2 separate regions of the Mus musculus genome follow, and region 1 is linked to region 2. The links are chromatin contacts, called in public ChIA-PET maps. All regions are on one chromosome and are shown on one strand. Each heading gives the region's core, a stretch centred on a gene start, on an enhancer-like site or on the middle of the called end of the contact. The rest is flanking DNA. Distances are from core to core; before and after follow the strand shown.

Region 1 (4,016 bases), core at 535-3,034, 120 kb before region 2:
GGGCGAAAGAAAGAAGAACCCACAAAGTAGCAAAAGACAAGCTACATCTGGGTCCTCTGGGAAACTAGCCAGCATGTTACCTGCAGTCCTTTCTCTAGCCTTTTAAATGCTACTTTTGTAGAGTCTGCAAAGAAACAAATGTTAGCAGGAAGCGGCAATGGGAAAGAGAGGAAAGGGAGAATTCTAGAATGAAGTTTGTAGGTTACATGTACTCAGAACTTATCCCTGCCAGATGCTTGGCTTGAAGCTCTTAGTTCAAACTTCTCCAAGAAGTGTTATCAGTGACCCTGATTTCCAGATGGAAGAATTAAGAAGGCCCAGAGAAATGAATCAGCTCACTTAGGACCACACAGCTACTGAATAGTGTGGTGGGATTAAATGAAAGGCCAATATCCAGGGACTAGAGAGACGGCTCAGCCATTGAGAGCACTTGTTGCTCCCGCAGAAGACCCAGGTTTGGTTCCCAGAACCCATGTGGTTGCTCACAACCATGTGTAACTCCACTTCTGCTCTCTTCTGATCTTCATGGGCACCAGGTACACATGCAGTACCCATACATAAGTGTAGGTAAACAGTCATGCACATAAGAAATAGAAAATAAATTTAAAAATTTAAAATAAAGTCAATAACCGAAGAACCCGTGTCCCACCACACCCCTTCTCCAATCCCTGCCATGGCAGTTTTATACCATGGACTTTCTTGCGTGAACTTTCTTGCTGTCTAGACTTGAGGTTTCTGTGTAGGTTCCTCTCCTCTTGACCTACAGGCCCCTCCTGTCTCCCTCTGTTGTTAAGCAATCCTTAGCTGGTATTCTGGTGGCTCTTGGGTGAGGTTTGGAAAGAATGAATGTGGTGGTAGATGCAGCAGCAAGCGGGTGTGGACTTTGATGGATAGGAGCTGCAGGTATGGGCATTGATGGACAGAAGATAGTCTTTCTCAGTTAAGCTTGTAGATCTCCTGCCTGGCATTATAGGTCAATGTTCTGTCTGTACAGGAGGGCTGGCTTCTGAGTCTGGAGGCTGGTAGCCACAGTCTTACCATTGTTCTCTGGCCTTCTATCCTTCCAATAGATTGTTATTGCTTTTTCTGGAGATGGTTTCTCACATGTAGCCTCCACACAGGCCTTGAACTCATGTAGCTAAAGACAACCTTGAATTTCTCACCCTCCTGCTGTCACCTTTCAATTTCTGGGATGATGGACACACAGTTTATGCAGTGCTGTGGCTCAAATCTGGGCTTCATGCAGGCTGGGCAACCACTCTTCCAACTGAGCCACAGCCCCAACCCTTTCAGGTGGCTCTTTATGCTCTCATTTCTTATAGTGGATCCTCTTCTTAAAATGCCCGAGTGAATTTATTTGTATGAAGGCCTGGGTACAGTCTGTGGCCTTGTCCTCTCAGACGAACCTCTTTAGAGGTTTGTTTGTTATGAAAGAGTTTACTGGAGAACTGAGGAAATGGACTTGGGGGGCAGGAAACCACATGCTGAGTGTCTCAGGAGCTTCCCCTTGTCCTGTGGCTTTTCTGAAGACCCGACTAAAGATACATTATAGGGGTTGTGAGTGGGGGTGACTCACTGACAGCTACCAAAAAATCCCTCCCCCCAGTTCATGTTTTTCCCTCATCTTTTGCATGGCTAAGGTTACCCACAGTGGGAATCTTGTGGTCAGGGAAGAGTCTTGTAACTCTTCCTTACCTTCTCTAAGAGGGAACAGGAGCCCAGTCAACACTACCTAGCTGTCTGCCACATCTTTCTGTTTCTGTCTTTGTCATGACTGTGGGCTGAGGTCTGACGAGTCACCACATCCTCACAATGGAGATGGTTATGTCTAGCCCCAGGAAGCAGTGACACTTTACTGTCCTTGGAATTAGGGGACAGAGCCTGCTCCTCTGCTTCACATTGGCTAGGGACCTGCCTAGAGTCAGGAACTCTCTAAAGGATCATAATTATCCAATAATCCTAACCCGGTGAGTCTTCCAGGCCACCTTGCCCCTTTCCCTGGCCATTCATTGCCTATCTCTGTGTGAAGGAGATGGAAGCAACACAGGTTATTGTCCCCAGAGCAAACAAAAAGAAAACTGAAGCATCAAGAGGCCATAATGGGGCAGTCTGTGGCAAACACGTGAAGAACTAGAGAAAGGCAGAAAAGTCCCAAGGGAGGTGGGATATTGTGAAATGATATTCCTGATGAGACGTGAACAAATATCCATTCTCCCCAGATAAGGAACTGGTGGCAAAGTATGGAATCCACCAAAGTCCAATTTGGTGAAGCAATGACTTTTATTGAGATTACTCACAGGAATATGGGTAAAGGGTTACTTACAGGAATAGAAATGACTCACCAGAGCCCACCCCAACATGGGTGACAGCTCACAAAAGTTGGGAACTTGGAGCACACTGCATAGCTGAACAGTTGGACAGGTTGGACAGTGCCCTTTTCAGGTGGCTCAGTTTGTTCGAGTCTCACAGCAGGCAGCTCAGCTCTCTTGGTTTCTTCTACGCTGCTTGGCTGGTCTCTGCTTCTTTCCAGGCAGCCGGGATTATCTGAGACTTCTTTTCAGTCTAGCTTGTCTGAGAGTGACTCTCAGCAGTCTTACTATTTACTCTTGGACAGAGGGGAACTTAGTGAATGTAGTCAGTTTCAGGAACTTCCTGAAGCTCTTTTTGTTGTTGTTTACTTCCCATTTTACAGGGCTTCTCTGCAGGATGGAATGTTTGACCTCCCCTACAATGATTCCCAACCTGTGGGTTATCACCATTGGGGAACACATATTTCAGATAGTCTTAGGAATCCACAACCATAAATTTCTCCTCCCTCCCTCCCTTCCTCCCTCCCTCATTCCTTCCCTCCCTCCTTCCCTCCCTCCCTCCCCTTCTCTCTCTCTCTCTCTTTCTCTCTCTCTCTCTCTTTCTCTACCTCCCTCCCTCCCTTTCTCTCTCTCCTTTTTAAAAAGACAGGAGGGTTTCTTTGTGTACCCTGGCTGTCCTGGAACTCACTCTGTAGACCAGGCTGGCCTCAAACTCATAGAGATCGGATAGCAGTCATGTTTACAGCCACAAAAACAAAATGTGGGGAAGTACATTAGCCAGCACATCATACTCATACCAAAGCAATAGCAGTTGGTTTTCACTGGGGCCTGTGACTTCCCTTGCCATAAAATTCATGTAAGCTTCCTGTATTGATGTGACATCCCTCTGTAGAGGAGGCCTTAAGTCCAATGAGAAAGCCAGTTTTATTCATAACATTTGTGCCACTACTGCAGTAGCTGACCCAGGCTATCTTGAACTTCCATGAAGCCTACATTAAGTAGTACACTGGGCTGTGATTCTCTCCTGGTCTCTTTACTCCAAGCCCTAGTCAGGAATCTTTGGCAATAGAGTCTTGTCATGCAGTTCTGGAGGGCAGCCAATAGCAATGGTGATAGCTTTTACTGTTTTAGAGAGCTCTAGGGCCTCGGTGGCACTAACTCCTAGGGAGGTGACTCATCCTTAATACTGGGATTTTTTTTAACAACAAAAACGTTACGATTTTTGGGAACACCTGTTCTTACTCTTACAAGGTCCCCTTTGAAAATCAGTTTATGAACTGATTTTCCATCCCTATTTACTCTGGTGCACGTACCCATTTTCTCAAATGTGTCCCTAAATCTATAAAACACTAAAGGGACACACACACATCACACCGACACACACATGCAACCTTAATAGAGAATAAGCAGGACAATTCAAACTCTTTTTTTTTTTTTAAATTTATTTATTTATTGTATGCTTTAAGTACACTGTAGCTGTCTTCAGACACTCCAGAAGAGGGTGCCAGATCTCTTTACGGATGGTTGTGAGCCACCATGTGGTTGTTGGGATTTGAACTCAGGACCTTGGGAAGAGCAGTCAGTGCTCTTGACCACTGAGTCATCTCTACAGCCCCCAATTCAAACTCTTGAACTGCCATCCTGTAATAAGTAGTGGGTTATGGAGACATTCTTAGTGAAGCACACTGAAAGTCGGCCGGCTTCTGT
Region 2 (4,195 bases), core at 838-3,337:
ATTTTCAAGCCAGAAGGCCCAGCCGTCCCAGAAGTTCAAAGACCCAGACAGTTCCTCAAGCATCCTAACAGCTTTGGTTTTACTGTCTTTGTGGGCGAGGAAACGGAAGTGCAGAAAATTAAGTAACTTGCCCAAAGCTACACAGCTGGTTAACGACAAGCCTGGGGTTCAGACACTAGAACCAATGTTCTCCGTCATAGGTGATATAGGCTCCCTTTCATGAGGAAGCACATACATGCCCTTGGCCCCTGGTCACCAGGGTCACACAAGAGAGTCATACTGCCCAGTCCCATCTTCTTCTGGACCCTCATGGGAGTCAGCAACCAAGCCTGTCCATGACATGGCCCTCAGGCTGTGACAATACTGTTCCTCTGCAGGACAGGAGTCACATGACTTTTGTACAACGTCAGCACTTCAGTGGACGTGTGACCCACAGCTGCAGAAGTCAGTGGGTCACTGAGTGAGACCAGCCAGGTAGGAGGACCTGTGATCCCAGTGCTACGGCGACATAGCCTCCATGTCTCCCACCAAGACCTGTTTAACCTCTCCCCTCCCCCGTGGGAGGATTTCCCTTCATAATTGAAAATATTGCTTTTTCCTTCATTTTTTTTTTCTGATTGTTTTAAAGATGGGGCACTGTTCAAGACCAGGCTGGCCTTGAACTCAGAAATCCGCCTGCCTCTGCCTCCCTAGTGCTGGGAAAAGTCTACTTTCTAAATTCAAGTTGTCAGCTCTGCCTGGTGGGAAACCAGAGTGGGTGTATCATGCCCCTGTGACACGTCCTGCCCTTGAAGGCCCCACAGAGACACTGGACAGTCCCTTCTAGCTTTCCCATCTACCTTCCATGCAGGTCCCAAGTTAGAAGCCTTAACCCTGTGGCTGAGGACACTGGTAGCCCCAAGCAAAGCCCAGAGCCGTGCTAGATCAGGCTCTGACGCTGGGCTCTGGCAGCCAGCTCACCTACAGACCCTGCTATCTCCCACCTGCACACACGGCGACTCTACAGAAGGTTCCTGGGAGCATCACTTTCGTCTCCATTACTGCCATCTCCCCATGAGCATCCCCTCTTCTGGGAAAAGCACTTTCCTTCGCTGTCACCCACCATCTGAGGACATGTGGCAAGGCCTCGACCTCTCAAAGTCTCAGTGTCTCCACTTACAGTGTGGCTACTAAGCTTCCTAGTGTATAAACAAAACCACCTATAGACAGGGGGTGGAAAAAGGAGCCCAAGGCAGCCCTTTGCACCCTGCACTAAAAGACAGTCCCTACTTGCCTGTCTGCACACACTCTGGAAGTGTTCTTGGGTGAATTCTGATGTGGCCCTTGGAGAACAGAGGGGAGGGCTTCCCTGTTCCCCTCCCGTGCACTCCCAAGACACCTCCATGTTCCAGGTGCTGTTTAAACACCCACGTGTGCTATCTGCTTTCTCCTTGTTTTAACCTCAGGAGACAGACTAAGTATTATTTCCATTTTACAGATACAGAGAGGAGAAAGTACTGCGCGTGCGACATCACCTAGTTTGTAAATGGCTGAACAGAGATCCTCTCTAAGGCAGACACTTTAAGTGTCATGTGAATATCTGCTACCTGCTACCTCCCCCCACCCCCAACAAGCCCATCCACATCATCATATAAACCGTCTCCTTCCTTTGTAGATGCTACCAGGTAGCATGGAACAGGCACATGTTAATTCACCTCATAAATCATAGTGAGTGGCACCCTTGGGTCCTCAGAGGCACAGCAAGCCTAGCATGAGACACGAGCTGCATCAGGATGACCCAGCTGACATGCCTGGCATGTTTGTCCCTTATGTGCTGTCTGCAGGACACCCCACCCTCTATCTGTGCCACTCCGTTGTTTCCCCACAGGTCCAGAGCAACTTCCCCTGGATGTGGCCGTTAGCTTTTCCTCAATCACCCCACAACTGCATCCCACAACTCACCGGGTTAATGTATGGAGACTGGGCACTGAAGAGAGCCATCTCTTCTATCTCAGGGGAACCAATGCTCTCTTCCTCACTCGATGGTGGACGACAGAACTCTGCGCAGGGCAGGGCTGAGCTAGGAAACAGAAACCACAGCTATTTGGCACTTCTTCAAGGGGAGGAGCTCAGTGGCTGAGGGAAGTGTCTAGAGAAAAAGAAAGCTGATGTCAGGGTGGAGGGCTGGAGGTGGGACTCAGTGGGAGGACCTAGGACCAGTGGACACTGGGTGTTCCCTGCTCTGCCTTGACTTTCCCTTCCTGTGCTCTGCCCAGAGAACCAGTCACATGGCCAGCAGGCGTTCCTCGACAGCCTCGGCCAGAAGTGGCTGTGCTTCTGAGCCTGCTTCCTCACCCCATCTAGCAGAGCTGAGCCTTCATTTGTCCTCTGGGTGGGCATCCGTGGAAAAGACCTTCCTCAGACCTTTGTATGTGCAGAGAAAACAGTGCTCAGAAAGACCAAGGGGCAGCATGAGCAAGGTTACACAACTCCTTACGGGCACTCCGAAATCTCTGTGATGCTGTAGGCTTCCAAGAAGCATCTCTCCCTGGTGTGAAAGCTTAACCATGGAGAGCTATTTTGCAAGAAACACACCACCGCTGAGGTTGTTAATGTGGACTATGTGGGGGCCCTGGGAACTTCATTGCCATCTGCCTGTGAATTTGTCTGTTCTCCTTGTCTCTCCCCTCTGTCCCTCTGTTTTGGGGTAAGAAGAGGAAACATACTTTGGACACAGTAGAATATTCCAAGTGACAAGGGAGGAGACCCTAGGAAATATTTGAAATAGTTTTGAAGCCAGGAGAGATGACCCATCATGAATTCCCAGCATGCCTAGTCTACAACATACATAATTGCTCCCTCCTCCTTTCCTCCCTCCCCACTTCCTCCTTTTCTTCATGTAGACCAGGCTGGCTTTGAACCCAGTATGTAGCCAAGGATGGCCTTGAACTTCTTCTTTTTTTTAATAATTTTTATTTTTTATTTATATGTAAGTACACTGTAGCTGTCTTCAGACACACCAGTAGAGGATGTCAGATGTCATTACAGATGGTTGTAAGCCACCATGTGGTTGTTGGGATTTGAACTTTGGACCTTCATAAGAACAGTCAGTGCTCTTTTTTTTGGTTTTTTGTTTTTGTCTTTGTTTTTTGTTTTGTTTTGTTTTTGTTTTTCGGGCAATTAGCGCTCTTAACCAGTGAGCCATCTCTCCAGCCCCAACCTTGAACTTCTGATCCTCCTGCCTCTACCTCCCAAGTGCTTGGATTATACCTATGACTCACCTCTACCTGATGGTGCCGGGGTTAGGACCTAAGGCTTCCTATGAGCTAGACATGCACTCCACCAACTGAACTACATCACCAGCCTTTCCCTGCCTTAAACAAAAACACAAAACCAAAACCCAGCTCCTGCAGCTTAGGTTATGAGTTAAGGGAAATAATCAGTGAAGCAAAGAATTGCAGGACAGGTTTGGGGTGGGGGTGGGACTGGGGAGCCAGGAAAACAGACTTACCTGGACTCATTCAGGACTTTGGGATTGCACTATGGCTAGCTAGGAGCAAGCTTGCTGTGACAAAGCTGTGGTCGTTATTCCCAGAGAAGTATGGGCTGCAAACTTATTCCCACAGCATCAGTGTTGGGAAGTGTACCCGGCACCATGGGAGCTGATTCGGTTTGGGGACTGGTTCTTTTCCTTGGACTGGTGTGGCTTAGCAAAAGACATGCAGCTGCAGATTTGACCTCTTGCCTATATTTCTACCTTCTGCCTTCAACCATGCAGTCATAAGACGGTTATCTTGGTTTGTGCTTCCCAGCCTCCAGGGTAGAGAGAAAGAAACATACATTCTCTATGAACTAGTTAGCCTACGTTCTCTATGAATTAGTTAGCCTGCAACATTCTGTTACAGTATCACAGAATGGCCCTCTGGGTACCAAGGGATACCAAGGGGAAAATCAGTTCCAAGGAGGAAGTCAGACACTTATCTGCAACACGATTTCTTCTTACACTCAGCCGAGACACACCAAAACTTGCAAAGACTAATTCTTAGATATGCTTTCTTAGAGGCCACGCGCCTCCTTTTACCTTTGCCCCAGTTATAAGTGCCTTACTCAACAGGAACTGACTGGATTTCAAGAGCAGGCTATCCTGTTGGAGCAAAGTGGAAAGGGAATTCTTCGCAGTCCTCTGGCTATCATGGACACCAAGGACAGTTTTGTC

Evidence for each region. ChIA-PET counts read pairs in DNA pulled down with a chosen protein or histone mark.
Region 1: a contact with region 2 is called in an RNA polymerase II ChIA-PET map of effector CD8 T cells, with 24 read pairs. The contact joins the enhancer-like site here to the promoter of Lgals9 in region 2. A contact is called at or near these places in 4 of 39 promoter capture datasets (the 3T3-L1 cell line, embryonic stem cells, epiblast stem cells and 1 more), 1 of 484 Hi-C or Micro-C datasets (bone marrow-derived macrophages), 2 of 115 datasets of contacts at active chromatin or transcription factors (effector CD8 T cells and embryonic stem cells) and 3 of 9 other capture datasets (adipose tissue, liver and pancreatic islet).

What each region holds. Positions count from the first base shown.
Region 1 is chr11:78,863,292-78,867,307 of GRCm38.p6, forward strand. No RefSeq gene overlaps it. Among named protein-coding and RNA genes, the nearest start is that of Lyrm9, 39 kb to the left of the region's middle. Within about 2 kb of position 1,785, at least 76 of the 459 cell types and tissues checked have an H3K27ac peak or open chromatin away from gene starts, as enhancers often do. A contact at or near this core is called in effector CD8 T cells, where this site is marked.
Region 2 is chr11:78,982,837-78,987,031 of GRCm38.p6, forward strand. Lgals9 (lectin, galactose binding, soluble 9) reads right to left here and starts at 2,088. Exons shown (of 10, transcript NM_001159301.1): 1 at 1,942-2,088. The coding sequence starts at 1,980.